Regions from separate parts of the Danio rerio genome. Here region 2 is linked to region 1. A link is a contact called in public HiChIP or PLAC-seq data. All regions are on one chromosome and are shown on one strand. The core of a region is the stretch at or near the end of the contact, and the rest is flanking DNA. Distances in the headings are between cores, read along the strand shown. Region 1 holds the start of inka1b (inka box actin regulator 1b). Region 2 holds the start of slc38a3b (solute carrier family 38 member 3b).

Region 1 (4,162 bases), core at 879-3,378:
ATTAATTAATTGATTAATAATAATAATAATAATAATAATAATAGGTACTTGTTTGCACATTGAATAGTCATTAATACGTAAAAAGCAGCAAAGTCTCAAAAAAAGTGTCTAAATGCCAATGTGAACCTTTTAAAGTGCTTTTTTTTATATCAGCCTTTGTACCAATTTTCTTAGTGTAAATGCATATCAAGTAATAATTAAATTAAAACAAAGTACTAAGTTAGTTAACAACATGGTTTTCAAAAGTACATCTCTGCTTTAAATCCTCCAGAATGTCTCGACTCACAGAATTCCATCCTTAGTTCTTTAAATCAACATCAAAAGACTCCCCTCGTCCAGGCCTGGCCAGATCAAGAGATTTCAATCAGTTCAGGGTCCACACCTTTCCACCATAGAAAGCCCCTGTTTTCCAGCGATACCATTCCCTGCTCTCAGATCATTTACTTTACTTTCACTTCCATCTCTGCCATAGCTGTAAGCATTCGGAATTTTACAGGAATGCTTTTGAAAAACACCCATCTAAGTGAAGCAGCTCTTAAACTGCAGACGGGTTTGAGGAGAGCTATAGGACCAATGCTGTTATCACAGCTGTGAGATCTTAGCCATTTGGCTCTCTGTGTGTGTGTGTGTGTGTGTGTGTGTGTGTGTGTGTGTGTGTGTGTGTGTGTGTGTGTGTGTGTGTGTGTGTGTGTGTATAGAGCCAGCGGTTGCCAGAGGCCATGAAAAATGCATAGAAGTTGGGTGGTGGTTAACCTTCATCACTGCTGAAAACCTACATTTTATTTCACTACCCAGATTACAGTAGAAGACAGTTTATTATGCCTGAGGGAGGCACATAATACACCAGACAATGCCACATTAATACTGGAGTTAGTACTGAATATTAATGCAGCGTCTGAACAAAGGAATTCAATTTGAATTCAACTGACAGTTTAGAGGAAGTGCTGAGAAACTAACAATTGTATATTAATAATAATAATAATAATAATGTTGTTGTTTTTCCATGGTTGTTCAAACAATAATAAATCGCAAAATAGGATCTACTCTGAGCATTTGTTTTCATTTGTAATACAATTTCATGTTACCACAACACCATGTTTACACTGTAAAAATCCTCTATGGAGAAATTAAGTTAACTTAATAGATTTACAATTTTAAGTTGATTGAACACAACACCATTATTGAGTTTGTTTTGGACCACTTAATTGTTTTGTTTCAGCTTATTTTAAATGTGCAATTTGAACAATCGTCATTTTGTGTAGTTGTTACTACAGTAAATCTTTGTAAAAGCTGCAACAAACTATCTTTAAAGCAAATCAGACATTTAGTCATTTACTACTAACGTTACTACTGTTACTACAATTTAAGTCTTTTTTTTTTGTTGCTTTTTATACTGTATATAAAGCTAGAGTACACATTTTTCTACAAAAAAAGTAAATGTCTCATCTTCTTTACTACTATTAAAGTAATTTTTTTGCTTTATATACTGCATTTAAAGCTAGAGGACACGTTTTTATTTAGCAAAAATAGAGATGTCTCGTCTTCTTTACTACTATTAAAAAGTCATCTATTTGCTTTATATACTGTATATAAAGCTAGAGTTCAACTTTCTCTACAAAAATAGAGATGTCTCTTTTTCTTTACTACTATTAAAGTCATTTTTGCTTTATATACTTTATATAAAGCTAGAGTACCCAGTTTTCTACACAAAAAAAAGAGATGTTTTTTGGTTTGTTTTTGCTTTATATAAAAGCTAGAGTACACACGTTGTGTGTTTTTTCCCCTAGTAAGTTATATACACAACTGCTACAAATATGAATAATCATCTCTAAAGACTTATACGTGTCCAAATAAAGTCAAGCAAGCAAGTAAAAGCAGAACACTCACCATGTTTGTTTATTTTCCGCTGTTAGTCCACCTTGAAATATTTTTTACTTTTCCCTGAAAATAAAGATACGTCCGCCATTAATATTTTTTTCAAATAATGCAAAATTGAGTCTATCACGACCTAAGAGCGTTCGAGACACTTACCAAATTGTACCCAAAATAATATTTCCCAGATGTATAAATCAGTCAAGCACAGCGCTAATAGCCGCGTGTCCTGTTATCAGTCTGTATGAGTTTGCTTTGCAGAGAGCGGTGCTGCTGAGTGCTTTTGAGCGTGCCGTCAGTTTCCTGCCAGCACCATCTCAACCAATCAGAGACGCGCGTCATTGTGTCATCCAATCATGACGCGAGAAATGAAACGTGAGTAAATAATACAAGCGCTTCACACCTGAGATCTGCAGGACTTATTAATTCAGGATGCATTAACAAAAATTACAATAACTAATGGAGCCTTTGACAAATGTGTTACAATTATTAAGACTATTGACATTAAATAACTTCTATTATGATATTCTATAATATGTAAAAAAAAAAAAAAATCAGATTGAAAAACAGATGCTTATGTAGCTTATTGTAAAGTGTGCATTATATTAGGCAGCATTTATTAAATGTTACAAAAAATATATATCTTTTTTTACAAAAATGGTTACATATTTATTTATTAAATATTTATTACTTGTATGTAGTTTTTGTAAGCTTTTATTAATAACATCCTCAAATAATAATAATAATAATTAATATTAGAGTGATTTCTGAAGGATCATGTGACTGAAGACAGAAGTACTGAAGCTGTAAATTCATCATTAAAATCACTGAATAAACTATTAAATTAAATTATAAACTACTTTTGAACAGTTATTTTATGGTGCAATAACATTTCACTTACACAGAGAGAGAGAGAGAAATAGAGAGGGAGAGAGGGAGGGAGAGAGAGAGGGGGGGGAGAGAGAGAGAGAGAGAGAAAGAGAGAACAATTAAATCAATAACTTACAAACATTAAATTTTTTGTAAGGTTTTTTTTACTTCAAAAATGTACGTTTTCCCAACAAATTGAGAAAAAATAAAAAAAACATGCTGTAATGTTTTTTTTTATTTATTTATTTATAAGTAACTATTATAACTATTAATAAGCTATGAACTACAAACATGAAATTAACTAGACATCAAGATTAGGCACCACTGAACCATGGTAAGACTACAGTACTTTCCCAAAGATCATTTTGGTCTAATATATAAAAAAAAATTCTAATATTCTCCCAATTGTAGTTTTAGCTTTTTATCTTGTAGGTAATTAAATGTCTCTATTATTCTCTTATGAATTAGTTTGGCTGGATCAGTCCTTCTTTGTCTCTCTTACGCCACCACGCGGTCAAAAACAGCACTGCAGGCAATAAAGAACTTGAATACAACAGCATAAGAGGCATTCTACCAGAAACGTACATGGTCTGTCCCTGAAATAAAAACATAAATACAGTGTATATAAAGTATTTAATCACAAAAAAAAAATCTAAAATGGACTGATTTCTGTGAGTTGTTCTGTAAAGGAATGTTATTTGTTTAGTTCTCAGACTTTTTTTCTTTATTAAAACACTTTACAAATGTACAAACCCTGTGATTGTCTTTGTCCTCAGCCCAAATGAACCTACAGCTTTAACAGTTTTGTTATGCTAAAAACTGTTTTTTAGAAGAAAAAAACTTCAGAAACAGCAAGTTTAAGCTGTTTTCATTCATTCTACATACTACAAATAAATACTACAAATATATAATACAAATAAATTCACAATTGTCCCCATGCTTCTGTCAATCCTGTCACATTTGCATTACATTAAGTCATAGCCTTAAAGATGTATTGCACGCATTTTATGTTCAGAGGAAGTGACATATTTTGACGGAGGAGAGAAGCTGAAAGTGTGATTAAGGATGCCTTCTATTATTGAATTGTATGACTTGATGCTTGTTTTGTATGTTTTTTTATTTTATTTTTTATTTTTTGAGGACAAGAAGCCTAAAGGACAGGCCCTGTCACATTTTTTATTGGTGAAAATGTACATTTCTGGTAGAATGTCCCACAAAATGACACACAAATCACCAAAAAATGTTAAAAGAGACACTTGATATAAAAGACACAAAGAGCACAGGTCTATCTTACATATCAACTTTTATTTCCAATGAAATAATTAGTAAGGAATTCAGATAATAACCCAAAGACTGTAGTCTAGTTTTATTATTATTATTATTTAGCTCTTAAAATGTGCTCAACACTTGTACACTTTCC
Region 2 (3,947 bases), core at 741-3,240, 180 kb after region 1:
TTAATCGTTTATACAATCACATGCCTTTAAAACACAAACACAGTCAGCGGTGGTTTCTGGTCTACTATAATCCATGCGAGTATTGCGACACCAATGTTGAGACGATATATTGTGCAGCCCTACAGTACATAATATGTTACTAGATATTTTCAAGATACTAGTTCTTGGCTTAAAGTGACTTTTAAAGGCTTAACTAGGTTAATTAGGTTAAAGTTAGGGTAATTAGGCAAATTGTGGTATAACAGTGGTTTGTTCTGTAGACAATCGAAAACAAATATTAATTAAGGAGTCTAACAAATATGGACCTTGAAATGGTTTTTAAAAAAATAGCTTTTATTCTAGATGAAATATGACTTCAACTATATATAGCATAGAAAATACTGCAATGTGAGATTTTTCCAGTATCGTGCAGCCCTACAGTAATGTAAATGAACTTCAACGCCTCAGACATGACGGCTGGACCTGCAAAATCACGAGCTCATCTCTGGCCTTGGACATAAGGTCAGTGACCTGGCGTCTGTCAAAATCTCTGACCTCAATGAATGCGCATGTTTACATCCAGGACCAGGACAAAATGTGAGCGCCGGTCAGTCACGTTCAGCTGATGTCATGTGTTTGTCTTTAGAAAATGCTGGAATATTCTTGTTTACTCGTGATAATTGATTTTACAGTGACGTCCGCTGAAAAACAGACATTTATTTCATCACATGGTCACACCTCCTATAGATTTTGCCAAATTATTACAACACAAATCATCAAAAATCTGACTTTTAATCTGGGATCTGTACAAACATGTCATATTCATTCATTAATTATTCTACTGGTGATTTTCCACTTTCTCTGTGACCTCTAACCTCTCGTTCCCTGACCATAAGGGATTCCACAGACTCCTTACAAGCCATCTGGCCAGCCAAAATTCAATATATTGCAATACATATAATGTATTCAGATATATACCAATATGACGTGTTTATTCAAGGTGATCTAAAACCAAAGTTCGCCCTCCTAAACTCAACAAGGATGCAAATCTTATTTGGGAAGGCAGCAGAAGGATAAAACATATGTTACAAGTCCTGTTTAAATAAGGAGTGGGCACATATGGAAAGAAAATACAAGCAAATGATGCAAAGAATAGATTTATAGATCTCATTATCCTTTGCTAAAAGTTAATTATACGTTTTATTGTCAGACAATTATTCTTTTAATGTTTTGTTTAGCCATAAAACAGGAGAAAATACATTATTGAACAATTACTGACAAATTAGCCAATGTTGATAATATTTTGCATTTTAAATATTATAATAAAAGTTCAAAAAAAAGTTTTTAAAAATGTTTCTAACGAAACCTGACATTCAATTAATGCATTTCAGCATTTTTTAGATAATTTCAATTTATTATTTTTTGTAATATCTATATTAAATGAATTTTAATCGGAAATTAAAAGCATTCCCATCATAAAAAAGGTGCACAACTGGTTGTATTTTAATGTATTTCTGAATAATACATTATATCACTGAATAAAACATTACAGTCAGCGTATCACGACAAAAAAAACGTGACGTCACTGATTTATTTACAACGTAACAGACCTACTTTACATAGGTATAACCTATGAGAAAAAAACCTATGAGACCATCAAAAAAGGAATCAAACATGCTGCATTTGCGTCCACAATAACTGTATACATTCACAATAAGTCAATTTCCACATCATTTACATTTAACTGCGGTGTTTTTCTTCAGTCACTTTGCGTTTTCTAATTCCCTAGCCTCAAAATATACTCTTTAAAAGTAATAGCTCACACGTTACACACAAACACACGTTACTCACCGGTCAGTGATCAGAAAGCCCTGTCGAGTGTGACGAAAAAGGATGTTTCTGGGTTAAATTTCCAGTGTTTTGGATGTTTAATGTTCCTGCAGTTGTTCTCCTCGTGTGGTTTGTCCACAATTGAGACAAAGCACGTCTCTCACAGCTTTGAGAAATGAAGTGAATTGAAGAAGGTTGTATGGATGAGTAGTGGGGGTTGTTTATGTCCCGCCCTATGAGGGTTTCGACCAATAGGAGTTGAGGAGACGCTCTAGTGGTCACTCCCACTCCTAGAGAAGGACTGTGTTGATAACCTGTTCATCGGTAGGCTACATTATAAACAAAAATTCGTAACACTAAAACATACAAGATATAAGTACAATTTTAATAATATTAACACTACATGGGTATTTATAATACATTTATATATTTAATATAATTTTACAAATTCTGCTTAATTTTTTTGTCAGTAAATTTACATGTAACATTTATATATTAACATTTAGAAGATTTTTAACATTGAAGCACATAGCAACACAATATAATAATAATACAACAATAATAATAATAATGATTAAAATGTTTTATTAAAATTAATTAATTTTAAGAAAGGGGAGGGATCGTTTAGATATACAATACCTGTACCTGTCTAAGAACAAAATACTGTCTATATTTTTTCTGTTTCAATGTAAAGGACAACAAATTAGATGAATTAACAACAAAAATGTAAAATATACATTTAATATAAATATACTATTATATTAATATAATATATACATTTAAATAAAGGAAAAACTAATGAAATTAAAAATAAACATTAAAATTAGATTAATTTATTGCACAAAATTAGCTAAAATAACATATGAATAAATTTTAATAAAATATATATTTTTAATTAAACATTAAATTACAGTTAAATTTATGTAAAAAAATAATGATTAAGTCATGATACATAAACAAGAAAAAAATATGTATTTATTAGATTAAAATAAACAAATGTAAAAAATAAAAAATAATGAAAAATAACATATAACATAAATAAAAATATTTACTTTAAATTAAACATTAAATTACAATTAAATTTAAATAAAAATACATGATTAAATTGAATTAATTATAAATAAATAATAAATAAATATTTATGTATTAGTTTAAAATAAATAAATGTAAAAAATAATAAGAATTAAAAACAATATAATAAAAATGAAATATAATTTTTTAAATAAAACGTTTAATACACGTACAATTAAATTTAAGTAAAAATATATGGTTATTAAATTAAAGTGAAGATACATAATAAAAACATTTATTTATTAGATTCAAATAAATACATTTAAACAAAATAATAATAATAATAAAAAATGACATTTGATAAAATAAAGATAAATAAAACATTTTTAACTTTAAATTATAATTAAAATAAAGTAAAAAAAAGTAAATGATTGAATTAAAGTCATGATAAATAAATAATAAAATAAATAAGTTATTAGATTCAAATCAATAAATGTAAAAATAATCTATAATAATAATTAAAAATAACCTAATATGTATACATATAAATAAAATATTTATATTTCAATTAAACTTTAAATTACGATTAAAATAAAGCAAAAATATTATTAAATTTAATTAATGACATATAAATATTTATTAAATTTAAAAAATATTTAAATTAAAATAAATAAATTTAAAAAATAAAAAGTAATAATTAAAAAACATATAATATAAATAAATATAAAGAAAATATATTTTTATTAAGTATAAAATTACAATTAAATTTCAGTAAAAAATTAATCATTAAATTGGATTAATGATAAATAGATAATAAAAAAGATTTATTTATTAGATTTAAATTAATAAATGTAAACAAATGATAACATATAAAAATAACATATAATATAAATAAATATAATTAAAATATATTTTCAATTAAACTTTAAAATTACAATTAAAATAAAGTTTAAAAAAATATTAAAGTCATGATAAATAAATAACAAAAATATATATATTAGATTCAAATAAATAAATGTAAAAATAAATGAATAAATCAATTCTTTAAGCTAAGTTCAAATAAGTCTTCATGGATCTTTTTCTCCTCTGAGATCTGCATTCTGCCAGCACGTCCCCATAAAGGTAGA

What was found. HiChIP or PLAC-seq counts read pairs in DNA pulled down with a chosen protein or histone mark.
Region 2: a contact with region 1 is called in an H3K4me3 HiChIP or PLAC-seq map of embryo, with 4 times the contacts expected there. The contact joins the promoter of slc38a3b here to the promoter of inka1b in region 1. A contact is called at or near these places in 1 of 18 Hi-C or Micro-C datasets (skeletal muscle) and 1 of 4 datasets of contacts at active chromatin or transcription factors (embryo).

Annotation. Positions count from the first base shown.
Region 1 is chr6:55,775,930-55,780,091 of GRCz12tu, forward strand. It overlaps inka1b (inka box actin regulator 1b), which reads right to left and starts at 2,129. Exons shown (of 3, transcript NM_199788.1): 1 at 2,032-2,129; 2 at 1,888-1,941. The coding sequence starts at 1,890. It overlaps gnai2b (guanine nucleotide binding protein (G protein), alpha inhibiting activity polypeptide 2b), which reads right to left. Exons shown (of 9, transcript NM_199842.1): 9 at 4,029-4,162.
Region 2 is chr6:55,955,690-55,959,636 of GRCz12tu, forward strand. slc38a3b (solute carrier family 38 member 3b) reads right to left here and starts at 1,991. Exons shown (of 16, transcript XM_009302723.5): 1 at 1,831-1,991.